Regions from separate parts of the Sus scrofa genome. Here region 1 is linked to region 2. The links are chromatin contacts, called in public promoter capture Hi-C maps. All regions are on one chromosome and are shown on one strand. Each heading gives the region's core, a stretch centred on a gene start, on an enhancer-like site or on the middle of the called end of the contact. The rest is flanking DNA. Distances are from core to core; before and after follow the strand shown. Region 1 holds the start of CASC4 (protein CASC4). Region 2 holds the start of EIF3J (eukaryotic translation initiation factor 3 subunit J).

Region 1 (3,879 bases), core at 1,379-3,878, 220 kb after region 2:
AAAAAAAAAGAGTTCCCATTGTGGCTCAGTGGTTAACGAATCCGACTAGGAACCATGAGGCTGCAGGTTCGATCCCTGGCCTTGCTCAGTGGGTTAACGATCCGGTGTCACCCTGAGCTGGTAGGTCGCAGACATGGCTTGGATCCGGCGTTGCTGTGGCTCTGGTGTAGGCCGGCGGCTACAGCTCCAATTCGACCCCTAGCCTGGGAACCTCCATATGCTGTGGGAGCGACCCAAGAAATGGCAAAAAGACAAAAAATAAAAATAAACATAAAAGATTAGGATGGGGATGAAAAAAGAAACTGATTTAGTATTTATAGACCACCAATAACTGGAGGTTAGCAGTGACAGTAAAAACAAGACATTGGTTGATTGGAAGAAAGGAGTATATACAAGGATAAAAATAATTTTAGAACAGCCAACACCTACACTTTTTTGAAGGTAAAAGTGAAAACCTACCTAAAGAAACTGATAATTATAATCCAAGAGATGAAAGAAATGGAATCCAGAGTATAAATTACCGGAATACTTACCTTTTTTTCCCAGACTGGAGAGAATTTGAATAATAAAGCCTAACCATTAAAGTCTGAAGACCTCATTTCAATACTCTGAAATTTCATGGATTTCTGCCTACTCCATCCAAGAGAATTTTTCAGTCTATAGAATTCAGTATGTAGTATGCTTATAAATTTGCCGACCTGTTGCTCTTCTCAGAAGCTGCCTATATTAATGTGAAGGTGTAAATTATTAAAAAAGCACTTACCTGAGGGTCTCAATCTTCATGAAATAAGAAGTAAGATAGAGGCTGGTGACAATAAGGAAACTGGAGCTCAGGAGATTTTAATTTAAAATGACTTACTACAAATAATTTTAATATACAATATAAAAACTTATAATAATAATAACAGGAACACACAAAAAACAATGTGAAGATTACCAAGAAAGGGTCCAGAATGGAAGACATCTACTTATTCTACCTAAAAATTTTCACACTCTAGTATATCAACAGAAGTTGCATAGGACATAAGTTAATAATATAATAAACATATATAGTTATATATGTTAAGAAGTTAATATTATAATTCATAAGTTAATAACATAATTCCCAATACTCTGGTGAGAACAAAGACTATTCAGTACCGGGTCTAGTTCCAGTCTAGCTCTAAACTTTTTAAATTTAAACTTTGTATGGCTGTCCACCCAGTAAAACACCAACCCTAATAGCTACTTAAGCATACAAAATTTCATTTTTTTATTTCCTTTCAATATCAGTGAGGAAAATGACATAAGACTGTTGGCTTAGAACATATTTTTAGATTCTATCTTTTTGGCTAATTCATTAAGAATTCAAATTGTGTAGATAATTTTTGATTAAATATGTCCAAGTCACAAGTATGGCTCATATATGGTTCCAGAACCCATCCATCAGAACATTATCGTCACAAAAAAAGGCAGTAATAGCTGATCTTTAACTGCTTAATACAGAGCCCTATAGAGATAGTCGAAAAATATATGGTGACCATATATTTAAGTAATAATAAGTAGTTAGAGGAGGCCCCATTCTTTAAATAAAGAAATTGATAATGATCGGTGTGCACGGAATAAAAGATAAGGCAATAATACACCAAACCTAGCATTCTCCAGATCTGTCCATCTGTAAACGTAAGGCGGCCGGCCACATAGGCCAAATGTTTACAACTGCCAGCTCAGCAGCTGAGCTTGGAGAAAAGGCGGCATCCACACACAGGCCACTCTTGAGAACCAGAACTTAGAGCTAGTTTCGTCTGGAAGGGACCGGAAAATGTGGTGGTGATAAACTGGCTAAGGTCTAACAGAAATAGGGTTGTTAGCGGTAAGGGTAGCCTCCGAGGCTGCAATTCTGGAAGGCATAAGGCAACCGGGATCAGGCTAAACAACCCCACCACGAAGCTGAAAAAAATATATATATGGGAATTGAGGGGAGAGGACTGGTCCTTACCTTGTCATCCTCGCATCTTTTCCCGAGGCCCTCCCTGGCCTGCAGCCGGCTGCTGAGGCGGCCGTAGTCGGCCTCTTTCTGGTCAATCTGTTTCTTGTGCGAGTCCACCAAGAGCAGGAGGTCCGAATTGCGCTTCTCCAGGCGCCCGCGGGCTACCTCTGTGCGCTGGACCTGGCCCTGCAGCTCGGCCACTTCCTCCTGAAGCAGGACGTGGCGGGAGGAGATGCTCCAGTAGTTGAAGGCGAGGACAGCGATCACGACCAGCAGGACCACCAACACGAAGGAGGGCAGGCGGCCCGCCCGCCGGTTGGCCCCGAAACCGACCATGGAGCCGAAGCAGGCTGTGCCCGGGAGCCTCAGCGCCAACACCTGCAGGCAGAAGCTCAGGCCGCGGCTGCCGAGTTGCCTGGGGGACGCAGCCCCAGGGCCAGCTGAAGGAGGAGGCGGGCGGAATCGTCCGCCTGTAAGCCGGAGAAGGGGGCGGGGCCGCAAGCCGCTGGACCCTCCCCGCCCCCTCTCCTCAAATCCGGCCGACGCGCTTTCCCGAGGCTTTGAATTAGATTCTGCAACAGCTGGGCGGAACCGGAGAAGCAAGCCGCTGGCACCCGAGGTCCAACACCTCAGGGTTAGGAGGCGGGGAAAAGAGCCGGAAGGGGGTGGATTTAACTCGGGCCCCGCCCATTGTCTGAGTCCGGGTCGCCAAGGGGGCCATTTCCTAGTTTCCGCCAACACCCCCTCTTCTCGCGAGAAAGTGGGCTGCTCTCGATCTTCGCAGTCTTATCTCGCGAGGGTTATCCCTGTCAGGAAGAGTGTTGTATTTATTTTGGCGACTTGGGTTAGCTCGTGTACCTGAATCGGATCCCCTTCAGCTTTTACCTGCTCAATTCCCTTGCCCCGGGGTCTAGGAATGCCTATCCTGCTCTGTCCCTCGTGAGAGTTTTTTGTTTTTGAGGACATCTGAGGCAGCGACCGCTATGTAGGGAACACATAGGTGAGCTGCGGGCAGAAAGGGCGACTGGAAAGATTTTGTACTTGCTTCAGTAGATTTTCTCGCTTGTGCTAACAATGTGGAGGAAAAAATAACAACTAAAAAAAAAAATGCCATAAAATAGCGGTGCCCCGAACATTAAGGAGAAAAGCCAGAGAAACTAAGCTTTAGGACTAAAAGAGGGTGGTTCCAGCCCGCTTTCCAAGGTTACTGCCTCCACCAAGGGAAAGAATTCCAGAATTGTGTGAGCCCCTGTTCTTAAACTCACTGCTGCTTTTGCCTGGAGCTGGGCTTCCAAGTAGAAAGTCCAAAAGCTGCCCACAATGAATGATAACTTAACGCTGATACTGACAGCAAGCACGTTTTGGAGTTGATGTGATAGCTGTCTTACAAATTGTTTTTGCATGCTTAATCTCTTTATCTCTCAACAACACAGTTTTACAGATGAGGAATCCAACACACAAAAATATACCAGAAACTTTCTCAAAGTGCCATATCTTGTTTGAGACAAAACCAGTCTTGAGTCTGGTCACTGGTCTCTAACATCATTGCTGTTTGCATTACACCAGGCTGACTGCTGCTATATGTTCGCCATTAATTACAGTGATGCAGAAAAAGTAACCTCTTTTGCATATTTCTTGCATAAAAGTTTTAAAAGTTATTGATGCTATCCTGTTTAAGGAGAAAATGGAGTCCCTTTATTTTTCAGACCTCAGGATCAAGAACTTCCATAAGCATAAAACCCCCCAAACACAAAAACTTTGGTATTTTCATTTGAATCAGAGTGGTATGATGTTGAGGCAGGAAGATTTGTCATCTTTGAATAATTAGTATTCCCGTCCATTTCAAAAATAAAGTTACTTGCCTAATAGTCCTAGGGTAGCCTGGAAGAATTATTGCACCTTCAAAGAAT
Region 2 (4,333 bases), core at 1,187-3,686:
CCTCCATATGCAGCAGGTGCAGCCCTAAAAAAAGCAAAAAACAAAAACAAAACCCCCCAAAAAATAGAAAATGCAAAATAATTTCCTGAGGTAGCTTCTGTGAAGACTGGGAAACTTAAAAAATTTAAAAATTCTTTATAGAAAATGTCAAGACAACAGCATAGATTCTGGTCTGTCTGATTCCAAATTCCAGGAATCAAACTACTCCATGGATACCTTATCTTAGAAATCTTTGGAGAAACTAAACAGAAATAAACCAATATTTCAACATGGAAATAAAATGAACAAGTTCAGCTTTCTATTCCAAGATCTACATCAAAGTTTCTGTAAAAGAAGTACGCTATTTGTATAAAAGAAAGAAATTCTGCACTTAAAAATGACTGGACAAGATGATCTTTATGGTCCCTCACCAATTAAAAATGTCCAAAATTAATTTCAAGTGGCTAGAACTGTATTTATCAGGATTGATGGCATTTATATCAAATAATTTCAGGCACGCTACCTCATGATATTAATCCAGACTACTTTATTCAAACTTCGTATTTTGGTAATTCTTTCCTGATTTCTCTAGTTGTTTCTTCTCACTCATTCCTAATTTTCTTAACAGATGTCTTAACTCCTACAACCACTATGCACAGAAAAAGTAAAAGGATAAATCTGAACTAAAGGTTCAAGACAGAAAATCTGCCACCACGTAGGGAGGTAACTAGTATCTTGCAATGAGGCTAACACAATCCATTCTCATGTCTACACAACATGTAAATGAAGCATCTAAGTATCTTCACAATACTATTGCTCATTTATTAATCCCAAGGTCTGCAAAACTCAAATCATACTTGAACCTCAGGCAATTCAATGAATTGAACATCCACCTCATCAGATTCAGGAGAAAAGGGTACAATCTAAAAAAGGCAATATTAATATGAAGCTCATAGTGATTATCTAGCTTAAATTTTTTTCAACACAAGCAGAAGGACTTGTAGGGTTGTCAAAGTGAGCTGAAGGGTAAACATTCACCAAATGAATCAAAACCATAAAAAAAATTTCCAAATCATACAAAACTTGATTTTCACAAAAATGAAGTATTTGAGAACTTAGTTAATAAGTCTTAACATTCCACCCTTGAGACTCTGTAGATACTTGAAAACAAAAACAAAAACAAAAACAAAACGCAGTAGTCATAATGTCATCTGAAGTCTTATGATGAGCCCCCAGGAGTTTTCATAAACAAACAGCGAGAGTAAGTTGGGTTCAAATCTATAAGGCATAGGAAAAACACACAAAAAATCACTGTCTCCCTCGTCTTCTCCAACCTTCAAATCTTCATTATTTCCTTATGCTTTCGTGTGTAGGTTATTAAAAACTCACTCTGTAAACCTCTCCATTTTTCAGGTCGCTGTGTGGACTACCCAGGTTTCTGACCACTAACTGCTAGCTATCTCAATACTCAGTTCACCCTTTTACCATAGGGTGGGAGAAAGGAAGCTAAAAATTCTTTCATTTGCGTGGGGGGAAAAAAAGGTGGCTGAAATTAAATCATAATATTTCACTCCTCTAACAGCTCGAACAAACTCTTCAAATGAAGCTTGGGATGTAAATGAGTTACTGGCCTGGGGAAACCTGAGCTCGAAAAAGCAATGGGGTGCAAGACTTTCCATATGGGATAAGCCAGAGGCTCCATCCTCAACTTCCCAGTCTCACCACTGAAGAGCAGCTCCGGACCGCGAAGTTTGCACGTGGGCCGGTCCAGCCTCTGCTGTCACCTCCCGTCGCCAGTTGGCGAGTGGGATCCAGGCCGGAGTGCGGTCCTTCAAAGGGATGGGGCTGGCGTCCTCGCCAAGGAAATCCGAGAGACCACGCTATCGGCCTCCGGCCCCCAGGGCCGGCGAGCGAGGGGAACAGGGCACCACCAGGCCCTACGCTTGCGCCTAGACCCACAGCCCGCAGGCCGGGGCGGCGCCTCTGGGCCCAGAGTCCGTCCGACCGACCGCCCCTCGGCGAGCACCCCGGCCCGCGACGGCGCCAGCTCGCTCCCGCGCTGGCCGGAGCCCCGACCCGCACCCACCTTGACGTCCTCGTCCTCGTCCTCGCCTTCCCAGCGGTCCCCGCCGGCGGTGCCGCCGCCCCCCACCTTCCGCACTGGGTCATCCACGGAGAACGTGTCTGCGTCTACGGAAGAGAGCGAGCTGTGTTAAAGCTTGCTTGGGCGTGGGGCTGGCGCCAGCCCCGGCCTACCCCCGGAACTTCTCCTCACCCCAAGAATCGGAGTCCCCCGCCGCTGCTGCCGCCGCCGCCGCCGCCATCTCGCGCCGGGTATGAGCGTGTGTGAGGCGACAGCGAGCGAGGAGTTAGCGCGGCAGTGAGTCACTGGATCTGCTCTCGTTTGCCGGCGCGGGGCAGGCTGGGACTGTGGCTGACTTAACGCCGGGGCCCAGGCTCCTCCCCCTCTGGCGGCGGCGGCGGCGGCGATGCTCTCGCGGGCGGGAAGGGGGCGTGGAACGCGGTGGGCGAGGCGGAGCGTCCAGTACCCCACGCACCCAGCAGGGTGGTCCTGTCTGCTAGTGGGGTGGGGAGAGAGGAAGAGGCTAGGAGGCAGCCACCCTACGCCCTGGGGAGAAAAATGTAAGTGCGGCGAAGTTAGCAGGGCAGTCCTTTTCCCGGTGCTTGGCTCTCTCCTGCCCTTGCCATCCTAACCCATACCCGCCCGGACCGGTCGGGTGCGCCCTCCTTCTGTTCACATGGATCGCCACCCTTGGCCTCTGGCTGGTCCCAAGGAAACCCGCAGCCTCTCCACGCGGCACTCAGAAGTGGGCTCTGAACGCCGAGCCCGCCTGTGGCGGCAGTCGCCTGGCTCCCCGACCCCAGGAGGGTGCGGTCGCTGGCGGAACGAGGCGGGATCCCTCTGGAAGCCGGTGGTGCATGGGGCGGCCAGGAAGAAGCGAATAGAGAGGGCCAAGCTCCTGGCAGTCTTCCCAGTCAGGGTGTTCAGTCAGCTCCTGGCACGTTTGCCTCCAGGTAGTCACGAAGATATGGAAGGGAGTCCCCATGTTCAAGAATTTTTCCTTCCTGTGAGCCCCCTGAAGTCAATACATTATTCATTCTTTTCGCAGAATAATTTCGGAACTCGATCTGCGCTAAGCGTAAGCTCTAGCCTTGTCCTCGCTCACTCAAGTATAGACATATAAACAAATTTCGACACAGTGAGATGACTGCAACAAAAAGGCATTGTGAGGTTTAGTGTAAAAGGATAGCATTAACCGCAGAGAAGAGAGGTAGGATATATGAAAGGCTACCTGAGGGTAAGTGAGGCCGATAAAGAGTTTTAAAGACCAACCAAGTGAAATGTGTTCAGTGCCTTTTATGCTTGTGGTCCCTGTTCTGACTGAATGGCGCAATCAGAGATAAGCTGAAAAGATAAATTTATAATACTAAAGGGTTTAAGATGAGCTAAGCTGCACCTAGCTTGGGCCACTGAGCTCCACTTCAGGATTTTAAAAGGTGAGCTGTTAAACATATTTTTGTTTTTGTTGTTTTCTTAATTTCTTAGTTTTGAATATGTAACATACGTACTTGGTACAACATTCATTCAAATGGGTATATAGGATGATCAGCCATTATGTTCTTTCTGGTGGCAACCAGTGTTCCCCATTTCTTATGTATCTTTTTCAGTGAGTCTACAAATAGACCACATTTTATAAAGATGGTCTTCCAAAAGATATTCTGCAGCCCAGTTACTCAAAGTTTTTTCCTGATCAGCCACACTTGGGAGTTTGTTAGAAATGTAGAATCTTAGATCCCAGCCCAGAATCAGAATCTGCCTTTTAAGAAGATCTGAGGATGGGGAGTTCCTTTTGTGGTCTAGTGGGTTAAGAACCTGACTAGTACCCATGAGGTTGCCAGGTGGATCCCTGGCCCCGCTCAGTGGGTTAAGGATCTGCTGTCGCTGCAAACTTTGGTTTAGGTCGAAGTTGCTGCTCTGACCTGGTGTGGCTGTGGCTGTGGCATAGGCCAGCAACTGTATCTACGATTGGACCCCTAGCCTGGGAACTTCCATATGCCACAGGTCTGGCACTAAAAAGAAAAAAAAAAAAAAAAATCTGTGGATGACTGTGAAGCATGAGAGGCTTTAATCCCTTTATAAAGAGGGATTGGAAGGAGGCAAGACTGGTGGCAAGGAAAGGCTAGGAAGAATGTAAGGTACCTAGGGCACAATCTGTTTTTATTCAAAGTTTTATCTCCAGCATTTGGCACAGTATCTAATACATTAGTAAATATTTTATGAAGTGAGACTACAACCCTAAAGTAAGGCAATGGCAATAGAGATGAAGGAATC

The links. Promoter capture Hi-C pulls out the DNA fragments that hold promoters and counts their contacts.
Region 1: a contact with region 2 is called in a promoter capture Hi-C map of liver, with 4 times the contacts expected there. The contact joins the promoter of CASC4 here to the promoter of EIF3J in region 2. A contact is called at or near these places in 2 of 5 promoter capture datasets (fetal liver and liver) and 2 of 2 datasets of contacts at active chromatin or transcription factors (alveolar macrophages and skeletal muscle).

What each region holds. Positions count from the first base shown.
Region 1 is chr1:127,235,860-127,239,738 of Sscrofa11.1, forward strand. It overlaps CASC4 (protein CASC4), which reads right to left and starts at 2,629. Exons shown (of 10, transcript XM_021096541.1): 1 at 1,979-2,629. The coding sequence starts at 2,305.
Region 2 is chr1:127,016,828-127,021,160 of Sscrofa11.1, forward strand. EIF3J (eukaryotic translation initiation factor 3 subunit J) reads right to left here and starts at 2,437. Exons shown (of 8, transcript XM_003121533.6): 1 at 2,255-2,437; 2 at 2,066-2,169. The coding sequence starts at 2,303.